Linked DNA regions of Mus musculus: regions 2, 3, 4 and 5 are each linked to region 1. Evidence: chromatin contacts called from public Hi-C, HiChIP or PLAC-seq and promoter capture Hi-C data. All regions are on one chromosome and are shown on one strand. Each heading gives the region's core, a stretch centred on a gene start, on an enhancer-like site or on the middle of the called end of the contact. The rest is flanking DNA. Distances are from core to core; before and after follow the strand shown. Region 1 holds the start of Dusp8 (dual specificity phosphatase 8). Region 2 holds the start of H19 (H19, imprinted maternally expressed transcript). Region 3 holds the start of Mrpl23 (mitochondrial ribosomal protein L23). Region 4 holds the start of Muc2 (mucin 2). Region 5 holds the start of Muc5b (mucin 5, subtype B, tracheobronchial).

Region 1 (2,911 bases), core at 225-2,724:
TTGTGCTATTTCTGAGCCAGAGACACCTCTTCCCTCCAACCTGTATTAATCCCAGGCTAGACTCCCAGACTCCCCTTGGGCTACATAGAGAGGTTTCTGCAAGCCGGTTCTAAACACTCATAATGAACCAAGCCAAGCTGGATACAGTAGGGTAAAGGAGAAGGTCCCTGCAGAGCCTTGCCCAGCACCTAGTGTGGTCTGCAGTATTCTTCACACAATCTATACTAGCAAAGGAGTGCTCCTTCCTTTGTGCCTGCTTCACTCTCTGTGACCCTTCCTTCAACCAGCCATCTCCTAAACTCTGCCCTTCATCGAGTGAGAGGCTGGACTTCCAGGGAAAGTTCAGGACACTCCACCCCCCTCCCACCCCCCACGAGACTCATATTATCTGGTCACCTCACTGTCCACCTAGTCAGGGCCACGTTTTTGAAGTATCTGAGAAGGTCTGGCATCATGGTGGGTGCTAGTAATCTCATCACTCAGAAGGCTGAGACCAGCCTGGCATACAATAAAGAATTTTCTGCCAACCTGTTCCCGAGGAGGAGGGAAAACTAAGGGAAACGTGGCTTATGTTTGCAGGTGGACCACTTTGGCACAAGACTCCCCTTCCTCTGAGACCTGCCTGACCCCTGTGTATTTCTGCCCTAGTTGTAATTACCCATGTTTTTTGAGTGCTCACGTGGTTGTGTTCACACAGTGGGATGGAGCCGACAGTCCCCAGCGGGCAGGGGAGATGTCCGGGTGGGAGTAGAGGTCGTTTCCAAGCGGCTTTTCATTGGAAGCTGTCAAGAACTGGATGTCATAGGTAGGGGGGCAGCGCCGCCCTGGGGAGCACACCGGTGGGTCTGGAGCCCCGCCCCCTGATTTCCCGGGATGAGTGACCTGAGGCAAACCACATCGCCTAGGAGCTTCTTCTGCAAAGTGTAGAGCTGGACTTCCACCTCCAGGGGTCGTGGAGAGGACAAACGCGGATGCTGCAGGTAAGGCCCTTTGCGGCCGCAGCTCTCCATGACCCTTTTCCCTGGGCCGCACTGGGGCAGGGGAGGCGCACTCTGGGAGGGCGTCCTCTCGCGAACAAAGGCTAAGGGAAGGAGAGAAATCCGTGACAGGTTCAGTCCAGGCGGGCCGAGAGAGGGAGACCCTTGCATACTAGGACAGTAGACGCTGGTTAGAGTGCCGCGAGGCAGAGGGTTCTTGGGGATACCAGGAGCCCTGAGCTGGGAAGGCTTCCTGGAGGTGGGGAGCTGCGGCGTGCGTGGCCCCTTTAAGAACCGATGCCCGAGAAGCTTGGGGCGCGGGGGACGGAGGGCGGTGGCAGAGAGACCCACGGCCGCCGCCAGGGCTCCGCACCCAGCGCCCGCTCCGCTGACGTCACCTGCCCCCGAGCGGCTCACTCTGATTGGCTGCAGGTGACGTCAGGGGCTTTTTCGCTCGGCATGACCTCATCCCCACCGGCAGCCCCGCCCTCCGCCCCGGGCCTGTCACTCGCGGCTCCCGCGGTGGCCGAGCCGGCTCCGCGGACCCCCGCCCCACCCGGACGCCGGACGCCGGACGCTGAGCCGGGCCGGAGCTGCCGGCCGCGCCCGCCAAGTCGCGGGCTGGGATGCGCGCCGTGAGCGCGCGTGCCCGACCGCAGTACGCGCGCTCCGTCCCGAGCGAGCGCTCCCCGCGGTGGCGGCGACGACGGCGGCGGCGGCGGCGACGCGCCCCGCGCGCCTCTCCGGCCCTTGCCCCGGCTACGCGGGCCCCCGACGGGCCCATGGGTGGCGGAACGGAGCGGGCGCCCTGAGCGCGGCACCGGCGTTGGGGGCAACCCCAGGGCAAGCGAGAGCCAGGTGAGCCAGGCGCTGACAGCGGTCGAGTCCTAAGCCGGGTGTGGGCCCAGGACGTGCGGAGGTTTTTGCGGTTGTGTGCCCTGAAGGAAGAAGCTCTTTGGAGCACCGAGAATAAATGGCTCTGCCCCGCGAGCGGCGCGCGCTGCAGATCCGCGCCTGCAGTGCGCTGTCTTTCTCGGCATATTCCTTCTTATCTGGAGGGATATATATAAGAGACCTAGGGATTCGCGGGGGAGGGCTGAGATCCAGCACAGATCGGTGAGAGTCCCTGCGAAGCGCCCCCGCTGGCAGCCAGATTTGGAGAAGGTCGTCCGCGGCTGCAGCGGGCAGGGGGATGCGAAACCTCCGACGCCAGAGGGTCGGCTCCGGCCTGCGGTAGGCTCCTTATCTGGAGAGGAAGCTATAGGACCCCCCCCCACTCTTCGACTCGCATGGCTGTCCCGTCACCCCCACTTCATGGTGCTCCACTCGCCTCTGCGGATAAAGAACATCCTTACCCGACGCAGAGGCTGTAGGCGCGATGCTGGGGGAGGGGCCGGCACGGCTGCCTCCTGCAGCCTGTCTCCCTGGCCTCTCTGCCTACCTTGGGAGGGAGCGGCCAGTCAGATGCTGCTGGTACCCTTGTGCCAAACCTTGCAGGTGGAGGAGCAAGAACAGGCTCAGCTTCCACTAGATCAGACCTCTTGGAATAAATTGGCCTCTGACTCCTTGTTGACAGGGTGTGCTGCGCCTGCAGCAGATAGATTGGGGGCCTTGATGGTGCAGTGATGGGGGTGGGGGACCAGTGTGGCATCTGCAATGCTCTGTTGTGCAGTATGGGGTGGGGGTGGAGGTGCTTCGGGTCAGGGGCACGGCTTCTTTCACAGTATGAATGAATTCAGAATGGAAATCCAGTGACCTGTAGACCCAGCCTCACATTTACTTGCCCCTAGGGTAGCTGGGTGGGTGAGGGTAGCTTACAGTGCCAGGCTCTGCCCTGGGAGATCAGAGTCCCCGTGCATTCACTATTTGGTTAGCAGGCACCTGATACAGATGAGCAGATCATGTGACCAGGAGCTGTAGGTTCATCTTTATGT
Region 2 (2,911 bases), core at 253-2,752, 480 kb before region 1:
GGTATAGCAGGGAGGGTATAGTGGGGGTATAGCAGAGAGTATGGGGGCCATAGGGGAAGTATGGTGGGGGGTATGGCAAGGGGTATGGTGGGGAGGATGACAGGGGGGATATAGCAGGGGTGTAGTGGGGAGGATATAGTGGGAAGTATAGGGGAGTATAGCAAGGGTGATGTGGGGGGTGATGGGAGACAGAGACCAACTGCCACCACACCAGTGAATAGCTTACATGTGATGGCCAACCCTCGGCCTTTAGTCTGCTGATGCTGCCAGGGTTCTTGAGGCTCATTAGAAGATGGGGTCATTCTTTTCCATCTTATATACCGATCTCTGAAAAGGATCATTTGTTTAAGAGCGCAGAGATAGCCACAACCACCACAAGGTGACAGCACAGACACACATTACAGCGCCAAGATAATAGAGGCTGGGGTCTATTTATGACCAAATTGGAGGTGTCCGTCAGTATCATAACTTAGGGTCCACCCACAGCAATGACCAGGGCTTTTCACAGAGTAAAAATGAAGGATCACTAGGAGCCAGAAATGAGTACTCAGCTGACATGCAGCCACTAGGCTGAGGATCTGCCAAGGTGCTATTGCACCTCACATAGGTGAGAACCACTGCTGAGTGGTCATGACTGGTCAGCCCTTGAGTCCTCCTCCCATCTGGAGCTCCGGTCACTTCCATCTAGAGCTGCTCTACTCTCTGGTGCCCTGATTTGTGGATGCTGACTCTGTGGATTTCAGCTGCATAACTTTCAACAGAAGCTAAGAGCAATGGTATACGCACGCACGTGGCTGGAGGGACAGGGCATCTCTCCTGTCCCCATTCTATCACTGATAGTAGTACTTCAGTAGGATAGGGAGACCATACTGTGCCTCCGGTTGACTGGGGTGACCAAGACCAGACTGTAAGATAACTAATAAAACTCATCGCAAGAGAGTCCTGACAAACGTGACGACTCACCCAGAAAAGGGACGGTGAGGAGTGCCCAAATTAGCTACTACCTTGTTGAAACCACTGCGGCCAGATAAGGTCAGTCAAGCAGACTAGGACAAAGGCTGGGGGTTAGCCACTCGTAGGCTGTTCATACTCCGTGGGATAGTATGAGACCCATGCCCTCAAATTCCCATTGTGGTCATTATACAAACTGAGTAAAGGGCAGCTTCAGTGTGGCAGGGTGCCTGGGGCACCACCGTTCTATGAAGGGCTTCAGCAGGCTACGGGGCTATATGTTCTCGACATCAAGGGAGATATCTGGGGACAATGCCAGGCCCTGTCTAAGGGATTCCAAAGTGGGAGTTGTGGTGAGGCTGTCTTTGGAGAATTTCAGGACGGGTGCGGGTGTGGGGTGAGGCGAACGTGCGCTGGAACGATACAGGGTGGAGGTGGGCCCTGCGGGGGCCCCGGCGGGGCCATGTACTGATTGGTTGACAGAGTAGGGGCGGGAATTCTGGGCGGAGCCACTCCAGTTAGAAAAAGCCCGGGCTAGAGGGCCCGAAGCACCGGGTGTGGGAGGGGGGTGGGGGGTGGGGGTGGGGGGTATCGGGGAAACTGGGGAAGATGGGAGAGCTGGAGGAGAGTCGTGGGGTCCGAGGAGCACCTCGGCATCTGGAGTCTGGCAGGAATGTTGAAGGACTGAGGGGCTAGCTCAGGCAGAGCAAAGGCATCGCAAAGGCTGGAAAACATCGGAGTGAAGCTGAAGGGCCTGAGCTAGGGTTGGAGAGGAATGGGGAGCCAGACATTCATCCCGGTTACTTTTGGTTACAGGACGTGGCGGCTGGTCGGATAAAGGGGAGCTGCTGGGAAGGGTTCGACCCCAGACCTGGGCAGTGAAGGTATAGCTGGCAGCAGTGGGCAGGTGAGGACCGCCGTCTGCTGGGCAGGTGAGTCTCCTTCTTCTCTCTTGGCCTCGCTCCACTGACCTTCTAAACGAAGGTTTAGAGAGGGGGCCTGGTGAGAAGAAGCGGCTGGCCTCGCAGCAGAATGGCACATAGAAAGGCAGGATAGTTAGCAAAGGAGACATCGTCTCGGGGGGAGCCGAGACAGAAGGAGGCTGGGGGACCATTGGCGACCCCAGGTGGAAAGAGCTCTTAGAGAGAAGAAAGAAGAGGTGCAGGGTTGCCAGTAAAGACTGAGGCCGCTGCCTCCAGGGAGGTGATAGGAGTCCTTGGAGACAGTGGCAGAGACCATGGGATCCAGCAAGAACAGAAGCATTCTAGGCTGGGGTCAAACAGGGCAAGATGGGGTCACAAGACACAGATGGGTCCCCAGCCGCCACAACATCCCACCCACCGTAATTCACTTAGAAGAAGGTTCAAGAGTGGCTCTGGCAAAGTCCCAAGTTTGCCAGAGCCTCAATAACTGGAGAATGGAAAAGAAGGGCAGTGCAGGGTGTCACCAGAAGGGGAGTGGGGGCTGCAGGTATCGGACTCCAGAGGGATTTTACAGCAAGGAGGCTGCAGTGGGTCCAGCCTGCAGACACACCATTCCCATGAGGCACTGCGGCCCAGGGACTGGTGCGGAAAGGGCCCACAGTGGACTTGGTACACTGTATGCCCTAACCGCTCAGTCCCTGGGTCTGGCATGACAGACAGAACATTTCCAGGGGAGTCAAGGGCACAGGATGAAGCCAGACGAGGCGAGGCAGGCGGGGCAGAATGAATGAGTTTCTAGGGAGGGAGGTTGGGTGCAGGTAGAGCGAGTAGCTGGGGTGGTGAGCCAGGGAGGCACTGGCCTCCAGAGTCCGTGGCCAAGGAGGGCCTTGCGGGCGGCGACGGAGCAGTGATCGGTGTCTCGAAGAGCTCGGACTGGAGACTAGGGTAAGTGTCTGTCCCGCTCGTGGTCACCCAGTCTCCTCCCACGCAAGTTCAATTAACTCATGTCTTCATTTCTCCCTATAGCCAGGTCTCCA
Region 3 (2,911 bases), core at 295-2,794, 440 kb before region 1:
GGCCAGCCCGGAAATATCACCCCCACCCCCACCCCCAGGGCCCACAGAAGTTCCTTGAGAGGGAGGAAAACAGGCTGGGGGCTAGAGAAGACAGTGTTTCCAACATGGCTCCGAGCTAGCAACACCTCACTGGACACCTAAAACTATCTAAACAAGCAGGACTTGGTGGGATAGCCAGTTTCCACCATTATCAGGCCTGTAGAGAAAGCAGGATCTCTGCCTGGTGGTCCTGCTCGCCTCCATGCCCACCTGAGCAGACATGGAGAAGGACAGGAGAAACTCAAGGACTGGGATTACTAGAGACTCATAGTTCATGGTCCCCAGGTGGAGGGTGGGTACACAGGACCACCCTAGGGTCACACTGATAACCGAGGTGTGGCATGTGGGCCAGACCTCTAAGTCTTGGGAGCACCACACTGGAAGCACCAAGCTGAGGGCACCAGAGAAGTTTCAGGGCTGAGAAGCAGGTACCAGAGTTTCAGATGACTCCCAAGGTAGCATGGTGGGAGCCTCAGAAGCAGGCCCCATCGCTAAATGTTTGCCAAACTCAATGACTCAAGAGCCTACCTAATGGTCAAATTAGAGGTCTGGCCTTTTAGGGCTCTCTTAACTTCTTTTCTACTATTATTATTTTTTTTTTTATGAGCAGCCCCAAACAGCATATCTCAAATGGAACTCTTGGCTCTCTCTTCTCGCTGGGAGCCTGGTTCCCAACTGGTAGGCTGTTAACCTAGTCCTCCTCAAAGCTCAGGTCTCATCCCTGGTCTCACTCTGCCCCCACCCACCTGTCACTCATTCACGCATGGGTCCAACCAGCTCCCTGCAAAGCCAGGGGGTGAGCCCAAAAGCTGAACTAGACTGGCCCTGCCTCACACTGGCCTGGTTCAGAGGTCCCTGGTCTCCCAGCCAGTCTGCGGAAAGAAATCACAAGGTTGCCCACCAGGGAACCAGCCCTCACCCCTTCTTATTGCAGGGTCCCCCCAATTCTGCTTCCACGAGAACTCTCAAAACCGCATTAATGCTCAACCTAGGGCCACCCAACCAGTGGGTCACGTGTTTACTGAACACATGTTTCCGGCTCAGACTGTGGGAGGCTAGCACTGCTGGCCACGTGGAGACCGGTGAATGTAGCAACTTTGGGGGACTTGGGCCAGGGGTCCTGCAGGCAACGGCCAATCCTGGCTCAGCCCTGGCTGTCTGCCAAAGCAGGCTGTAGCCGCTGGCTGTGATTGACAGCCAGGACACTAAGCCGAGGTGGCCCTGCCGCGTGGACCCTGGCGGGTTTCCCGCCGCGTGCGGGCGCCTCCGGCTTCCGGCCCGGGCCCCGCACCCACCCGACCTGGGCTGCTTAGCCCGTTCCGCGGGTCACGACTTTACTCACAACACATTCCGCGCCATGGCAGCCGCACCTCCTGGTCAGGAAGGAGCGACACCCGCCCCGCACAGCGCCCGCGCTGGCACAGCGCCCCCTCGCTTCCGGAGGCCGCGCTACCCTCTCCCTGCACCGCAGGGCCCCGCACTTTCGGTGTCCCGCAAACCCCACCCCACCCCCAACCCCGCACCCGAAAAGCCCCTCCCCCACCCGTGCACCGTAAGCTGCTTGCGCACCGCCCCCGGCACAGCGCACCCCGCCTCTCAGCCATAAAAACAGTGAACAGCCCCGCCCCTCACCCGGCCCCGCAAAAAGCCGGCATACACTCTGTACCCATTTGCCCCATCCCAGCACCACACAGAATCCTGCATACCTCTCGGTGTATAGTGTACCTCCCTGTTCTTCAACCTGTAAGCACCCTACAGTACATGCTTTCCCACCCACAAGGGCACCACACTTTGCCATGAGCAGTCCCGCATCTCTGCACTGCTGGCTGGTGGATTCTACAAAGGGCAACTACTATCCTGTTTCCCCACCCCAACATTGCATGGCCCCACCAAGCACAGTCATACACCTTGTACCCCCCCCCCCAAATCTGCTCTGTGAATCTACTCTGTTCCCTTGCTGTAGGTGGTCCAGCAGTACCTTTGTCCCCACTCCCCTTTTTCTGGACTGGACGAAACCACCCCATAAGGCTCACCAAGGCCTGGCCACATAGCCCCCACCCTGTGTTCCACAGCCTAGTCTTTCTCTAGGCTCTGCCAGCTCTTTGTCCCCTTTCCCACATAAGCACATCAGAGGCTACACCCATGCCCTATCCCACATAGGACCCTAGCCCCCCTCAACAATTAAGTCACAGCCTCGCCAACAATCCCTTGGGCAGCAGAGATGGGGAAGGGTGGGGTGGACTGGATCTCTTGTATGAAGTCTACGGCCCCTCTCCCAATCCAGACTGGGTTGTTTTCCCTTCCAGGCAAGACTCCCAGGACCCCCTCCTTTCTCCTTCCCTCCCTTTCTTGGCTGCCCAGCCACATTTGCAGCCCAGCAGCACTGCATACTCCCTGTCCCAGGAGCCCCTGGCCACACCTCCTTCAAGAGGCCACTAGCCTCCCAAGGCCTTGCTGTTCACAAGTCCTCAGCCCTGCAGGTCAGAGACCCTCCAGCTTCGTCCTAACTAAGGGATCCCTGCCCATAGCTCTTGTCCCGACTTGGTGGTCTTGCTGCTCTCTCCTGCTTCCTGGCCCATCTCTCCCCATAGGTTCTCTCTGCTGCTTTCCAGCTCCCTCGGTCCTTGTTAAGTTTCTGTCTGTACCCCACGGCAACATAGTTGTGTTTGGGGGCTCAGGAAAGGAGACATGGGTGGAGATATCAGGCACATTATAAGAGGCCATCATGGTGGCTCTGGGAGAAGCATCTAGGTCACCCATTTAATGATCAAAATGACCACTGGGGTCCCCTAGGATGAAGGATTAGAGGTGAGTTGTGAGCACAGATCCCTGCCCATATCCACTCCTGTGTAGTGTTACAAAATGAATGTGG
Region 4 (2,911 bases), core at 208-2,707, 400 kb after region 1:
GTGAACCTGCAGGACGGGAATGCATTTAAGAGGACCTCATTGTTGCAGAGACAAAGCCAGGGAACAATAGGGCAGGGCAAGCAGCCTCTCCCTTCTGAGCTTCTGCAACTTTAGCCTTGGGGACGCGCTCTGGCAGCCACCAGCCTATCCCACATGCCCCCCAAGGAAAATCTACAGGGGACTCACCAGATAAGAAGACCCTGGTCTACAGAGGGAACCACCCAGTGTTTGTTGAATGAATCTATGGATAGCTCAAACCTCAAACTTAGGCATGTACCAGAGCAGAAGAGATGGTATCCCGGAGGCTAGCTAAATTATACAACTTGCTCTAAGGAGCCAAAAGCATCCCCCTAGCTGCTAGGACAGGAGAGAAGAGTAGTAATCGCACTCACATGGCCCCGTTCACCACTGCCAGCTTGTGGGTGAGGTAGATGGTGTCATCCTTAATGGTGATCAGGATAGACTCTATCTGGGAGTGACCCCCAGCCTCGCCCAAGCCCCGCTTCAGGTGCACAGCAAATTCCTTGTAGGAGTCTCGGCAGTCAGACGCAAAGTTGTAATCACAGAGGCCAGGGAATCGGTAGACATCGCCGTCAAAAGTTTTGTAGTGGAAGTCACCCCAGGTGCTGCAGACGTGGTTTCGGGATCTGGCTTCTGGGAGAACAGTGGGGACACAAGGTGAGACACCCGGGTACAAGAAGGGTTTCCCTGAGTCCACCCTCCAAGTTAATCCCAGAGGTCTCCCTATGAGAGACCCATCTGGGGCTCCAAACCAGAGTTTCTGGTTCCCCCTGTAGAAGCAGTCTCTGTTAAATATTGGTCACCCCTCTCAGTCAAGGTGATAATGTGGAGTCCAAGCAGGTAGAAAAGCAAGAAAGGCCTTCAGGCAATATGGTCACCCTGTCTACCTCAAACCTCTCAAGGGAATCTCCATTTAGCCCCTTCCACCAGCAAGAGGCTGGGATGGGTCCTTCAGTCTTCAAGAGTTCCCCCTGGGACATCCCCCATCTACAACTTTATCTTGATGGGACAGAAGTGTCCCATATGGACACCCAGTCCGTTCTCCAGAGGCACTGGCTTGCCGAAGGTCCTCTATACCTGGAGCCATCCTAAGCTTGGCTTCTTCCAGACATCCAATGCCTTCCCCCCTCCCAGGGACAATGGTCCCTCAGGGGTCCCAGCTTCTCATCCTCAGCTTTCAACCGCAGAGTGGTGGTAAGAGCCTTAAGACCAGTCCCACTGCAGTGGTTCTGTCTGGGGACGCCCTCCTGTTCCAGAAGCCCCTTCCTAACTGCCTTCCCACCCTCAGGGGATTCTGCCTGTTCCCTTACCCAGATCACCCAGCCCCTTACCTTTCTGGAGTTCCGAGCCCTTGGCTAAGGCCAGGACTAGGCACGCAGCCACCAGGCGAGCTAGTGGCAGCCCCATGGTGGCTCACGAGGGTGGCACAGAAGAGCATCCCAGGGCAGGGGTCCAGGACTTATATGCTTAGCAGGCATCCGAGGGCGGAGGACGAGGGAGGTGCGAAGGGTGGGTGGGGCATTTGCCAAGTTATCAGGAAAACAGCTGTGGGGGCTCCATGGGTCCCAGAGAGGAAATATTGATTCAGGTTATCTGAGTTTATCTTTATATGACTCCCTGGGTAAACTTGGCCTTCCTCAGGATGTCATAGCCCCAATTATCCCAATGCCAGCACACACCCCAGGTGAACTAACTCCATTCCTTTAAGCTACAAGCCAGGCCAGACTCAGGTTGGGAAAGGCAGGAGGTGCCTGCTGGAATTACATCCCACAAGGTCTGCCATACCCTTCTCAATGCTCTCAGGCCCAGCCCCACAACCTCCAGCCCAGCCTAGATAGAATAAGGAGCTTTCAAGTGTCCCCCGACTCCATTCTGTTTCTCCACGAGCTGTGTGGGCTGAGACAACCGTGCTTCCTGCTGCACCTCACTTCACGTCATCCAGGGAAGACAAAGAGTGGCAGGAAACCAAGACTCCAGAGGGACGGGTGTCTGACCCCATGTCATGATGCAGAAGGCAAGGAGCAGTGGGGACGCGGGGGGCCACCTGTCTCCGTGGAGCCTGCTATACTCTACTGAGCCCAGCTAAGTCCACTCTCTAATCCCCTTATTTTCCCAGGCTCTGCCAGTCTCTGGAATTACATGTAATTAAAACTTGGGCAGCCCTCAGCCTAGGCAACAACTCTCATTGGACTCGTGTCCCTTGGGTACAAGAGGAAGTAGCTTGAGTCTGGAGAGGCCACTGTGTGAGCATGGGGTCTGAGCAGAGGGGTTAGCCCCAACCCCAGCAGGTCCTGTCCCTGCAAAGTGTCCTGAGTCTAACAATTCTCACAAAGGCACGTGGGCTCAGGCAGCCTGTTCTGTGTTCCTAGCCACAGCTGTTACACGAAGGACATGATTCTTTGAGTAACCCTGGTGACCTTCAGTCCCTGGGCTTGCCCCGAAGCTGCTGCTGCCTCTCCAACATCTGGAAATGCCTCCAAGAATCAGGGGGCTGCATCAGAGTTGGTAAAAACCATAAACATGATCCTACAAGAGACACCAGTGCCCAAGGTCCACCCATGCTGTAGCTGGAGGGTAAACTGAGACCTGGGGAGCAGCCCTGCCCTCCATACTTCCTCTTCCTGAAAACAAGGAATGGTCCTGACTTTGGTTAGAGTACACACAGTGAATTTGGTCACAAAGTACCTCAGGCTCCAATTTTGTCCCCAACTTCCAGAGGTGAGTGAGGAGAGATGCATCGATGGTCACAGGCTCCCTGAATGGGGGGTGGGGGTGTGTGGCATCTCCTTTCCTAAACTCTTCCCCCAGTTCTGAACAACAGCCACATCCTGGGCTAGAGAGACAGTAGTGCTAGTGATGGTACTGTCCTATGACGCCACCCATCTAGTCC
Region 5 (2,911 bases), core at 135-2,634, 260 kb after region 1:
ATCCTTGACCCCAGATCCACAGCCTCTCCCAAGTGTGCTTGGCCCAGCCTGTCCTCTGCCATCTTCTGGAGGGCCCCGTGGGTAAGAATACCCTCATCCCATCTCCTGCTCTATGCCAGTCTTCCTCAGGCTGAGATCCCTCAGTCTCCACTTGGCCAGAGAGTTCTCAGCCAGCCACCCCCCCCCACACACACACACACATTATCTTGGTGTGTGTTACCCATTCATACAAGAAGACCTCACCCCCACCCCCAGCCCCCACCCCCAACAGTTGTCACCAAAAGGACATTTCTGCAACCCAGGGCTTAATTTGCTCTTTACAAGTGAAGTTAGTGGGGAAGGAGAGCTGGCTGTTCAGCAGGGAGGCTCAGCACCCTGATGGACAGGACCTGACACAGGGAGAGCCCTGTTATGGGGGGATACGGCCCAGGGGAGCAGTCAGCAGCCATCAGACAACCCTAGAAGCAAGAGGAACAACTATGGCTTCTCTGGCTCTAAAAGAATGGGTTTGGAGATACCCTCCTCACACACACACATCCACTGTCTCTCTTCTTTCACAGATGCAGGAAACCTGGAGCTGAGGGTCCTCCTGCTCAGACTCCTAATCTAGAGAGCAGAGCCTGGGGAGGTGGCGACACTTGGAGATTCAGTCTAGCCCTGCTTGCTGACAGTCTTAGTACTCTGGGTTTTCTCAAGAGCAAACAGGCAAGGGAAAACAGCTCAGCTGACGAGGTCACACAGCCCACCTGACTCAGCCATTAGTTCAGACTACGGCTTTGGGTATCTTACCGGTCTGTTCTGGCTCCGGCCCTAACACCTGGAGGTAGAATCCACTTCACGGAGGCCCCAGGCTCTTGACAATCACCTCGGTACCTGTGACCCCAGCAGTGAAGGGAAGGGCCTGTCCTAACTATAGTCTCTGTCCCTGCTAATTCGGAGACAGGTCCCTCGGACTAAGAAACACCTCTGTGGTCTGCACATTCACCTCAGATTCCTATTCATTTCCAAAGCCAAGACTGTCTTCGGGTTTTCACTGGGGTTCATACCCTGAGACTTAGAGGACCTAACCTCTTCCATCAAAGTCAGGTCCTTACTGCTGGCATAGCTAGAGTGTAGGCTACAGGATCCAGAGCCCAGAGAACTTCAAGACCTGGGACCACGATGTTGGGGACAGTGAGAGGTGCCTGTCACCTCAGCAGAAGAAATCCCCAGGTGGAAGTCATCTCTCTGGGAAGATGGTTTTGAGAAGGCAAGGGGCTTCGGCCTTACCTGCTGGCCACACCATGAGCAAGGCCACGGAGGCCCAGACCAGAGCCCAGCTCCAGTTTCTGCTGCCCATCCTGGGGGCAGTACAGAGGGCAGGCAGGAGGGACTGAGACAAGGCACTTGCTCCCTGGGGGCCTGGACTTATGTAGCCAAAGGCTTTGGCCCAGAGCCCAGTTCCCTGGCCATGTAAGGCACGGTCTACTCCCTGCACAGCCACGTGTGTTTGCTCTTGGGGAGGGGCCATGGCAGGAAGAGGCCATGGAGAAGGAAGGATTTACATCACTGTGCCACCAGAGTGCTCCCACCCCTTGTGGCTTCTGAGAACTGGGAGGGAGTGGACAGGGTAGGGAGATGACTACTCTGGATTCGAAGCCCTGGGCCTATGGGGTGGGTATTTGGCCAGGCGGCCCTGTGTCAGCTCCTCTAGGAGACTAGACACTACAAGGATCAGGGGCAAAGGGACAACAACCTTGGCTTGTGTTTGCCGGGGAAGCTGACCCCAGGTGCTAGGCACTGGGTCCCCAAAGTATCAACAAGGCTGTGAGGGTGGGCTCAGGAAATTATGCTCCAGATGGTCATGGGCCTGGCAGGGTCCCTGTTCTGTGTAGCTTCTGAGGGTCTGTGGAGAAGGGGAACCCTCACAGAATCTGAGAAAGGATGAGTCTCTGGGCTCCTGTCTGCTGTAGAGCTCACGCACATGGAGAAAATGAGGCCCAGTACTGGTTTTGGCCAAGGCAGGCCATGAGCTTCTCTAGTTGGACTCCACCTCTTCCCAGGGTCAGCTTATTAACCCTGGGCCTTGACAAAGGAAATGACCAAGGGTCTCAAGGGCCCTGGACCTACCTCAGGCCTCAGCTCTGGAACTTGTAAACCCCAAACTGCGGGACAGTGGGGCAAGGGCATAACCGGGAGTCTCCTGACCCACTGTCCATCCTGAAATGGGAGTCCCGGGGGCTCAGCTCTCTTAATTGTGTTGGTTGGGTTTCCTGAGGGTTCTGGGGAGCCATTTCCTGAACCATGAACATATCCACCAACGCCGTTTCTACACTGCCACAAAGAGCAGGGTGCACACGTCTAAGTTTCTCTTCCCTGTTAGATACATACAGAATACAGTCACATTCCTTCTGTTATAGCCACCAGGAATGGACACCAGATCTGACCACCCCTGAAAGTTCCTAGGGGTTGGCCATGTCAGGGAGTGGCACAGTGTTCAGGTGACTTTGGTATCACGAAAACCCCTCCCTGTCTGCCCCCATCCTTATCTTTCTGAGACTAAATTCCTAGAGATGGAACAGGAAAGGGAAAAGTCTATGTGAAAAGTCTGTAAACTGTTTCAGAACCAAGAGGTCAGCGGCCATCAAACAACAGAGCACAGGAGGTACCCCATGAGGACATGGGGAGGCGGGAACCCCGCTCAGTCAACGCGCAGCCAAGTGGGACCACTGCTAGAGAACAGCCTGACACTTCCTTAAGTTAAAAATAGAACTCTATGTGGCCTAGCGAGTCTACTCTTAGAAAACAATGACAAGTACAGTCACCCCTGATCTAGTGGATCCATCCATGGTTGCTAAAATGGGAGTACCCCAGGCACTGGACCTGGGACAATGGCTAAGAGAACAACACCCCGTCCCTACTGTAGACTAGC

Evidence for each region. Promoter capture Hi-C pulls out the DNA fragments that hold promoters and counts their contacts. Hi-C and Micro-C count contacts between places; a contact is called where the count stands out from the background. HiChIP or PLAC-seq counts read pairs in DNA pulled down with a chosen protein or histone mark.
Region 2: a contact with region 1 is called in a promoter capture Hi-C map of second pharyngeal arch cranial neural crest, with 4 times the contacts expected there. The contact joins the promoter of H19 here to the promoter of Dusp8 in region 1. A contact is called at or near these places in 4 of 39 promoter capture datasets (embryonic stem cells, hippocampal neurons, neutrophils and 1 more).
Region 3: a contact with region 1 is called in a FOXA1 HiChIP or PLAC-seq map of pancreatic cancer cells. The contact joins the promoter of Mrpl23 here to the promoter of Dusp8 in region 1. A contact is called at or near these places in 2 of 39 promoter capture datasets (hematopoietic stem and progenitor cells and liver) and 1 of 115 datasets of contacts at active chromatin or transcription factors (pancreatic cancer cells).
Region 4: a contact with region 1 is called in a promoter capture Hi-C map of the HPC-7 cell line. The contact joins the promoter of Muc2 here to the promoter of Dusp8 in region 1. A contact is called at or near these places in 12 of 39 promoter capture datasets (the 3T3-L1 cell line, 3T3-L1-derived adipocytes, the HPC-7 cell line and 6 more), 2 of 115 datasets of contacts at active chromatin or transcription factors (embryonic hindbrain and pancreatic cancer cells) and 2 of 9 other capture datasets (adipose tissue and embryonic stem cells).
Region 5: a Hi-C map of myeloid progenitors shows a contact between it and region 1, with 5 times the contacts expected there. The contact joins the promoter of Muc5b here to the promoter of Dusp8 in region 1. A contact is called at or near these places in 2 of 39 promoter capture datasets (the 3T3-L1 cell line and the HPC-7 cell line) and 1 of 484 Hi-C or Micro-C datasets (myeloid progenitors).

The regions. Positions count from the first base shown.
Region 1 is chr7:142,093,847-142,096,757 of GRCm38.p6, reverse strand. It overlaps Dusp8 (dual specificity phosphatase 8), which reads left to right and starts at 1,474. Exons shown (of 7, transcript NM_008748.3): 1 at 1,474-1,835. Gm32786 (a long non-coding RNA gene) reads right to left here and starts at 2,592. Exons shown (of 7, transcript XR_870057.3): 1 at 2,419-2,592; 2 at 680-1,081.
Region 2 is chr7:142,576,737-142,579,647 of GRCm38.p6, reverse strand. H19 (H19, imprinted maternally expressed transcript) reads left to right here and starts at 1,502. Exons shown (of 5, transcript NR_130974.1): 1 at 1,502-2,819; 2 at 2,905-2,911. It overlaps Mir675 (microRNA 675), which reads left to right and starts at 2,501; the gene lies at 2,501-2,584.
Region 3 is chr7:142,531,665-142,534,575 of GRCm38.p6, reverse strand. Mrpl23 (mitochondrial ribosomal protein L23) reads right to left here and starts at 1,544. Exons shown (of 5, transcript NM_011288.2): 1 at 1,382-1,544. The coding sequence starts at 1,398.
Region 4 is chr7:141,688,886-141,691,796 of GRCm38.p6, reverse strand. It overlaps Muc2 (mucin 2), which reads right to left and starts at 1,457. Exons shown (of 48, transcript NM_023566.4): 1 at 1,353-1,457; 2 at 393-654. The coding sequence starts at 1,428.
Region 5 is chr7:141,837,545-141,840,455 of GRCm38.p6, reverse strand. It overlaps Muc5b (mucin 5, subtype B, tracheobronchial), which reads right to left and starts at 1,384. Exons shown (of 49, transcript NM_028801.2): 1 at 1,270-1,384. The coding sequence starts at 1,339.